Regions from separate parts of the Cricetulus griseus genome. Here region 1 is linked to region 2. A link is a contact called in public Hi-C data. All regions are on one chromosome and are shown on one strand. The core of a region is the stretch at or near the end of the contact, and the rest is flanking DNA. Distances in the headings are between cores, read along the strand shown.

What was found. A called contact is a pair of places that touch in the nucleus more often than the background predicts.
Region 1: a contact with region 2 is called in a Hi-C map of liver, with 6 times the contacts expected there. The contact joins the enhancer-like site here to the promoter of Hoxd13 in region 2. A contact is called at or near these places in 4 of 8 Hi-C or Micro-C datasets (the CHK-Q cell line, the CHO-K1 cell line and liver).

What each region holds. Positions count from the first base shown.
Region 1 is chr6:101,042,752-101,046,894 of CriGri-PICRH-1.0, forward strand. No RefSeq gene overlaps it. Among named protein-coding and RNA genes, the nearest start is that of Atp5mc3, 180 kb to the right of the region's middle. Within about 2 kb of position 2,235, at least 1 of the 6 cell types and tissues checked has open chromatin away from gene starts, as enhancers often do.
Region 2 is chr6:100,423,768-100,428,316 of CriGri-PICRH-1.0, forward strand. It overlaps Hoxd13 (homeobox protein Hox-D13), which reads right to left and starts at 1,636. Exons shown (of 2, transcript XM_027420050.1): 1 at 868-1,636. The coding sequence starts at 1,636.

The DNA.
Region 1 (4,143 bases), core at 985-3,484, 620 kb after region 2:
TGTACCTTCAGAATCTGATTCTGTTTCCACTCCAAGCTGTCACTGTCACTTATTATTTATTTTTATCTCTTCATGTAAATATATGATATGCCTGTTTAAGAAAGGCTATGTGCGGCGTAGTGTATAATTCAAGCAAGGCTCTAACTAAATAGAGATGGGAAAGGTTGTTTTCTTTCTCAGCATTCAAAAAGCTGGCAGTACTAGCCATGCTAATCAATCAATAGATATTCAATGAGCACCAATTATGCTCCAGTCATAGTAATAAGAGGTAATCATTATGAAGCATCTACACTACTATGTTCCAGAACTGGTTAAGTATTTTCACTTGGTTAATATATTTAGTCCCACAAAATCCTCTAACATGTAAAGTATTTTTTATCTCCATCTTACTGATAAAACTTATCCAGGCCCAGAGAAGTTAAGTGACTCTCAGAGAGGTGGGGTACAGAGTTTAAATGAGGAACAGTCAAGGCTGGAAGTGACATAGTCTAACGTCACTGCAATACCCTAGGTACCACCCTTTAAAAGGACTTTGCGTCTGCAATTCAACAACTTGAGGCTATTTCTAGTTCAAATCTAACCAAATACAATCCCAAAGAAAACTAGTCCCTAGCTTTCCCAAGCACCTTCCCAGAGAGTGGTTTCAAAATGCCTTAGATTTTCTTTTCTCTGAGCTATATTATCATAAGGAGTATAATATTCTTCCAAAGGGTCTATCTTCTGTGCTTCTAAGCATTTTTGAGAGTTCCTACTTAGCCTAAAATGATAGCTCAATCAAACACACAGTATTTTTTCTTTTCTTCATTTACCGTTCCTCAGCTCCCAATCCCAAAGTAAACACAATAATAAATGTTTAAAATGAGACATAATATTCATAACCAATGTTGACTAAAACTAGTTGAACTGCAAACTTATAATTTAACTTTATACCCATGTTCTCTATGGCAATGATTACCAAACAGTGATAAGTGGATTGTCTATTTTGTACCTAAAAATAAAGAATTTATGGGTTGGTGTAGAAAATCTTTTACCAATTCTCTGTCATGTTTGGTTCCATAACTCCAAATTTTGTTCATTAGACCTATTATAACATATTCTTGATTCATATTCTACTTTATAATTCTAGATAATTTCCTGTCTAATATGTACAATGCTCCATTTTCTAAATTTCATTTAGAATTTCTATTCCCATGTACATTATATACACTGTGTCCCTATTAAGGGCTGTCTCAGTTTCACTAGGCAATTTTACAAGTTGAAAGGTTATTAGATTTTGGGTTCTGTTTGCTAGGTCCTTTCACCATCACACAGCTTTCAGCATCTGAGTCTGCAAGAATCTTCAGAAGCTACAGAACAGCAGCAAGCACCTGGCCACTGTTGGCTTACATGTGTCTTCTTTGTGGTTAGCTATCCACCCAAGCTAGTTTTCCCTGATTCCGGAAAATCCTCCAATACCAAGGAGTCCCCATGGTTCTGATTGTCCTCTTATGGGCCCTTTAACTCAAAGTGTTCCTTTATCCACTCTCTAGCTACAAAACCAAAATTCAGGACCAGCAAGATTATGTACCAGGTAAAGGTGCTTGCTGCCAAGCCTGACCATCTGAGTTCCATCTCTGGGATCCACATGGGGGAAGAAGAGAACAGATTCTAACATATACCCACATTCTCACCCACCCACCCACCCACCCCCCCACACACACACACTAACACACACAAATAAATAAATAAATAAATAAATAAATAAATAAATGGAAATGAAACAATTCATCATTCATGGTAGGGGCCCAAGTATTACTTCTGCCAGGAAGCCTTCCATAATCCCCCAACCTAGAATTCATTACTCCATCCCCGTCCTTTCCCTGTGTAAAGCAGCTAAACTTTGACTGAGTCAGAAGGTTCTCTGAAAGGAAGTTACATATGAAATGACAATTATGACCAAACACACTTCTGTTGTGTCTTGGAATCTTCTGTGACAGTCCTTTGTAATACCATGAATCTTGCTTTCCCATCATTCCAGTGTCTTTCTGAATGTTAAATCAGGTCTTCATTTGATCAGGTCTTTTCCATGGTCATTTCTAATCTCTCTTACACAAGCAATTAGAGTGCTTCTTGTCCCCTTAGTGGTGTTTTCTATAATGCAAGAACTCATCTGAACTCCTTTGTCATGGGGCACATGACTGACTGTGTCTTCACTTCCGCTTTGATCTGAAAGAGCCTTAGGAGCCAGCTCATCTAACACAGTTCTCATAGGCTAGAAATTACCCCCAGGGTACATAAGAGAGGTTAGCTTGAAGTTGCTCTAGCTGAGAATGATTCATGGGTTGGCTGCAATCACTGTCTTGTCCCTGAGTCCACCCAAGGGTAACAAATTGGCCCCACCTATATATGAAAGATGAAATCACCCACAATGTGCAGGTTGGTCACATGAAGTTTTATTTTTATTAAATATGCCTTTACATAGCCACATGCCTTCTTCCAATGGGCTTGTCTTGATGACCCCTCTAGTCTCACTGGCCCATTTCTAGAAGTTAATAGTCTATTTTTGACTTGGTTTCTTTTTAGCCCCTCATGACCCTCAACTCTAAATTCAATCTGCCTTAATCACAACAGTCTTCATTCTCTGCATTTCATCCCTTCTAGTGGAGAATGAGCCAACACGGCTCACAGGCCTCCCCCCAATTTCTGTTTCTAGCCTGCCATTCCAAAAGCAGCCCCCAAGTCTTCACCATGACCAGAGCTTCTCCCCAGCCATTAATAACAATCCTGAATTCATTCACAACTCACCCCAAAGGCTTGTGCGGGTGTCTGATCACCCTCCACACCCTCCCTTCCCCAGTAAGTAAGTGGCTTACTCTTCATGGAGTCTTACTTTTGCCTCGGTGCCAGCTCCTAGCCGAGTCTGTTTCCTATTATGATTTTTCTAATCCATTTCCCGGCCTATCCTCCCTGACCGCAGTTGTTTGCCTTTAGGCACAGAGTACTTTCTTAAGGCATCACCTAAATAGTTGTTGAGCAAATGAATAATGAAAAGGCATTGCGGATACTGGTTTCCCTTTCCGCACAAATTAATACATATGCCCCCAAACTCCAGAAACGTCTTCAGGTGTAATCTAAGGGTTTCAAAATTATAACTGTTCTTTTTGTAGTTTCTTACTCTATTATCTGAAACAGTGGGGAGAAATGTCAGCACCTAGAACATCCCTCAAAAATAGCTTCATAAAAACTATTATGCATCTTTTCCAGAAATAAGATGGTTTAAACCGTCTTCAAAAGATTCTAGTAAGGACAGAACAATTCACTCTTTCTAGTTGCTGCTTCTGAACAAAGGCCCATGTTTAGCTATCTGCGAACAGCACCGTAGCTAGCTGACTGGATGGGCTTCCTTCTAGTCAGCACACAGACTGGGCCAGCACCGTTATGTTAAAGGTGTGCTCTCACACAAAACCTAAACGTGTCTTTGCGTCTCCTCATCACTTCAAACTCGTGACGTCACCCTTTCACTCCTTGAGTAAATCCAGGACCAGCCTAGCCCATATAAATCTGTTCTGCCCCTTAGGTTCTGTCTTGGTGTACAGCATACTGTAAATAATCATACCGGAGCACTGTGGCTAGTTCTGTGGTACACTGGAGACCCCTATTGGTGGCAGGTGGACAGTGACTCCGTAAACCCGATGCAGTGAACAGCTTCTATGGAATAGACTTCTGCTTGGCTCCTTTGGGTTCCAGCAGAGCAGAAAGAGACACCACTGGCACTTTTTTGCATACCGATTAATCCGTTTGTGGAAGCAAGCCTGTGTGGGCTTACTGAGCTTTGTGTTTGCATGGAGACATCACTAAACAATAAGACGGTACAAACGACAAGGGGAAAAAAAAAAAAAAAAACAGTATGTGACCCCTGTAACTTAAGGAAAGTCCGTTTTCAATAAACAATCCACAATAAGGATGAATGCAGCATGGAGGCTATAAACGAGCATACGGATCAAAATGTACCACGGCATCAGCCAAGGTTTGTGATGAAATATGAATTTTATTTGCCCAACTTAAAAAACAATAATTTTTTTGAGAAGAGTTTTTCTGGGCCCTTAAAAGATACCCTGCTTAATTTACATTTTAAACACTTGACTTGTTTAAAAATCTCTGGAT
Region 2 (4,549 bases), core at 386-2,885:
ACAAACAACAGCATGGGAAAATTAGACTGAGATACTTGGGGCACCCAAGCTTCAAATTGTGTTATGTGAGTGTATCTGTGTATGCATTAGTACTGGGCTGCGGTAGAGAATAAAGAAAATGAGATTGTTTATACTTTATTATTATTTACACAGACATATTATTTACACATTATTAAAGAAAGACTATTTGCACTTCAAGACAAAGGCTAATTTGATGGATCATCATGGTTTTTCAAACCGGCATTTTAACAAGCCTGGGTTTTTATGGTCTGGTTATTGGGGAAAGCTCATAAGGGCAGTTGCCAGTTGCATACATTCAAACACACACACACACACACACACACACACACACACACACACACACACACACACACTTCAGATCTTTTACTCAAGCTTTAATTTCTGTTCCTGTGTTTGGGGATTTATGAGCTCTACGAAGCTTTAGTAGTCATTGTAACCCCACTTGAAAAAGTGGGGGCCCAACTCTGACACCTTTTAGGAAAGAAGCCTTTTTAGTTAGTAGGGTGAGAAAGGGAGAGGAGGGGAGGGAGGGAGGGAGGGAGGGAGGGAGAGACAGAGAGAGAGAGAGAGAGAGAGAGAGAGAGAGAGAGAGAGAGAGAGAGAGGCAAAAGTAACTAAGATCTTGAACTTTAGTGGGTAAAAGCACCTTGCTGCACGGGGAAGGAAAAAAATTGCAGAGGCAGAGGCGGTTTTAATGGGGAAAGTTACATATTACAGAAACTTGACAAATTTTTCTAGCGTGTTAAACCTGGTCAGGCCCGGAGCCTAAGTAACTACTCCCAAGTAGGGGTTTTTCTCCTCCACCCTCTTCCCCGCGTGTTCTTCTCTTTTCTACATTGCTCCTACCTGGAAAGGATGACTTCCAAAAATGGGACCCCTGTGGCTGGTCCTTGGCACAGTACACCTGGCTGTTCCACCCGTTGGCTAGCGTCCAGGACTGGTAGCCCTCCATGGAGATGTATGCCTCGTGCCGAGGTTCCCCGGATCCGAAAGTGGACACCATGTCGATATACCCAGGCACGTGCTGATAGGGACTTGTGTAGCCCTGGTAGAACGACACCTCCTTGGCTCTCGTGGGCACCTCGTTGGTCGGTACGCTGCTGCTCGCCAGGCCCGACACGTCCATGTACTTCTCCACCGGGAAACCTCCAAGAGAGGCATGCGGCGACGACTTGAGAGCGTTCTGCTGTAAGCCCACACCGTGCGACATGCGGCAGCTGTAGTAGCCGTTGCCGAAATGGTAGCCATAGCCTAGCGCTGGAGCGCCCGGGGGTGCTGCAGCAGTCGCGGCGGCCGCTGGCGCGGGACACTCTTTAGCCACCGGAGCCTCGGGGCGAGTGGCGATCACAGCCGAGGATGACGACGATGAGGAGGAGCCTGTGCGCTCAGAGGTGCCCGGGTATGCGAAGCTGGAGGCTGCCGCCGCCGCTGCAGCTGCTGCAGCCGCTGCGGCTGCCGCGCGTCCGGTATGTGTCCCCGCGAACACCGGCGCCGACAGGAAGCCGCGACACTGGCCCGGCGCCGCCACAGAGGAGGAGGAGGAGGCCGGCGCCGCCCCAGCGGCCCCGCCGTCCGCCCGCAGCCCGTCCATGTCCCAAGTCCCCGAGCGGCTCATGGCCCGGCCTGGCCCGGCCCAGGCCCCGGCCTCGGCCCTGCGCAGGACACCATGGCGCGCCGCGCCTCCTCCCTCCTAGCTGTGCTCCGCGCGGCGCTCGCTCCCGCCCTCTCCCTCCCGTCCTCTCTCCCTCCGCGAGCCTCCCGCCTCCTGCCCGCCCCCCGCCCTCCAACAGGTTAGCTCATCGCGGGACGTTTATAAAAACGAAGTTCAGGTTGGGAGGGGGCCTGGGCCGGTCGGGGGGCCGCCTCCCGCCCCGAGGGCGCCGGCCGGGGACCGTGCCATTGGCTGCTCCAGGCCACGTGAGGGTGGGGGCGCGGGGGAGCCTGGCTCCCAGCCGGGGTCTGGTTGGGACCCACCCACCGTGCCCCCACCCCTCCACAGTCCTTTGGGAGGCCCACCTCCCATTCCCGCCCTCCCCCCCCTCCCCAGATGCAGGAGTTTGCTCTGCAGCCACCCCCTCGAGTTGATTGCGCGACGGCCCATCTCAGGCCTGTCTGCAAGGCGGGCGCTGAGGCCTCCACCTCGTCTCCACCGACCGACCGCTGTTTTTTGCCACCTCTCTTCGGTTCCTCGAGCTGCACACCAAAATGATGATGAAGGACAGAGGTGGTCAGAATAATGTGAAACAGAGCAATCCTGTTTTTTGTTTTTAAAAACCTGTTGCTTAGTCTTTCGTTGTTCTACCTTTATACCCCAAATTCGAGACAGCTCATTTTTCTTACCTTGAACATACCTAGCGGGCAAGAAACATTCTACACATAGACCAATCAGTCGGAGCAGATCCTTCCTATACAGACATCATCGGTCCACAACCATACCCTTGAGGCTCATCAGAGACTTACAACTCACCCCAGAGCCGAAAGCTTGACAGTTTTCGCAACTACGAAGTTCACAGATGCCAGGTCCCTCTCCATGGGAGTCACTTCGCCTGGCTGGCTTACCTCCTCCCGGGGCGGGTGGCAGAGAGCAGGAGGAGAAAGCCACTCAGCAGACCGCCACGAATCTTCTGCGCCTCGCCCACAGCCTACTGGCCTCTAGCATTTTGCAGCCACCACCCCCCCCCCGCCCCGTTACTCATACCAATTAATTGAAAACTTCACTTTCCCAGGGACTTTTGTTTCTCTTCCTTTCCAGGCTGCCAACTGGAGAGACTTGAGTGTGCCAAGTTAAAGAATGTTTTTGTTCCCCCCCACCACCCAATAAGTGAATTTGGAGCTGGTGATAAAAGCCATCCAGAAGGGTAGGCTCTTGTGGCAGCACCCGAGGAGCTAATTCCCAGTTTTGGGTGTATATCTTCTAGAGTGTTAGATATGACAGCTCTAATCACTCCTCCGCTCCCAGTCATTCTTCTGCCCCAGAGTCCCAGCATAACTATCCTGGGATCTTAGCAATTTATGGGTCGCTCCTGTGAGTCCTGAGTTGAATCTAGAGCTCCTGGAGCAATACTAGACTTGGTGAGTCAAGAGTGCTGGGTGGATGTAAGAGCCTCCAAGCGAGCCAATTTATCTCTTAAGAAAACCACTCCTCTAAACTTGTGGTACTGAGACCAGCTTGTCACCCAGCCCCATTGCCCTCTGATTGAAAATAGGCTCTGAGAAAGAAGAAGAAAGAGGAGAAAGAGTAAGTTCTTCCTGGGCCTGGTCTGGTCTGGCCTTGCAGGGTGGGCTGATGGCGTTGGGAGTGTTGACACAAAAAAACACAGTAACCATAAAAGGCTCAAATAAAGGGGGGAAAGTTATGGGAGAGGTACTAGAATAGAGAGGTAAGAAAATTTGTTTGACTTTTAAAAGCCCTAGACAGGTTCATGGTCAAATTCAAACTGGGAGAGTCTCTCCTGGGCTTTTGTAGAATGTGATGAATAGCCATTTGTTGATCGGGATAATTTTGATTACTTGAGAGAAGGCAAAAGTTAGCAGTGGGAGCTGGATTGCATTTAAAGGGGCAGGTAGTGAAGTTGCTGAGCTTTTGAAAGAGATTAACAATCAGATGTTTTACTTTCCCTCGTTTTTTACTTTTTGTTACCCAGAAAGAGACAACATGGGAGCTCTTGATATCTGCCAGCCCCCTACCGTGTTTCAAGCACTTGTTGAAATATTTTAAACACAAAACAAAATAAACCAAAATAACTGGAACCAACAAACTTGCAGTTCCCTAAAATGCGGTCTTTTAGTGGATTTGTGCTCTTTGGCTTTTAGTACCAATTACATATTAATTGGTAATTAATAATATACTAAGATATATTAAACATTATATATTTAAAATAAAAAATAAAAGTAAAACATGAAAGAAGTATTTGTCATGCTCTGTGATTCCAGTTCACACATTAATCTTAGCTTACTTTTTCATGCAAAAAAGTAAGTTGTACTTCACTGGGAGGGAAATTGAGATTAATGCTCAGATTGAAACCTCTCAATATGGCCTTCTTCCCAATACTACTCTGTGGTGCCCTTGTAGAACTTGGGGTTCCTCTGCCAATTTCAAAGGTTATTCAGAAATGAAGGAAGTTTTGATGAAAACATTTTGCCCTTTGTTATCCCTGTTTTTCTGTGACTTCAACAAAGTTAAATCTTAGGCATGTAGGAGGAGCAGGTTTCACTAGGAAAAGGGCTCTTAGAGGCCCCATAGGTAGAGGTCCCTAAATCCCAGCACCCCAGGGAAGTTACTGCTGTTGGGCCATGGTGCTGAGGGTTACTACTAGGCAATGCTAGGATTGCTCTTTAAGGTCCATAGTTTATAAGATGATAGGCAGGTATGGAGAGGTTTCGGAGGTTGACTGGGGAGAAATGTTTTCATTTAGCTGTGTATCTTGTGTGTCCAGATTGTATTCAAGTTGAAATTTAATTGTAATTCCTCCCCTTTTTCTTTAAAATTTGAAACACAGACCTACTCTGAAACCCAAGTAGCTCAAAA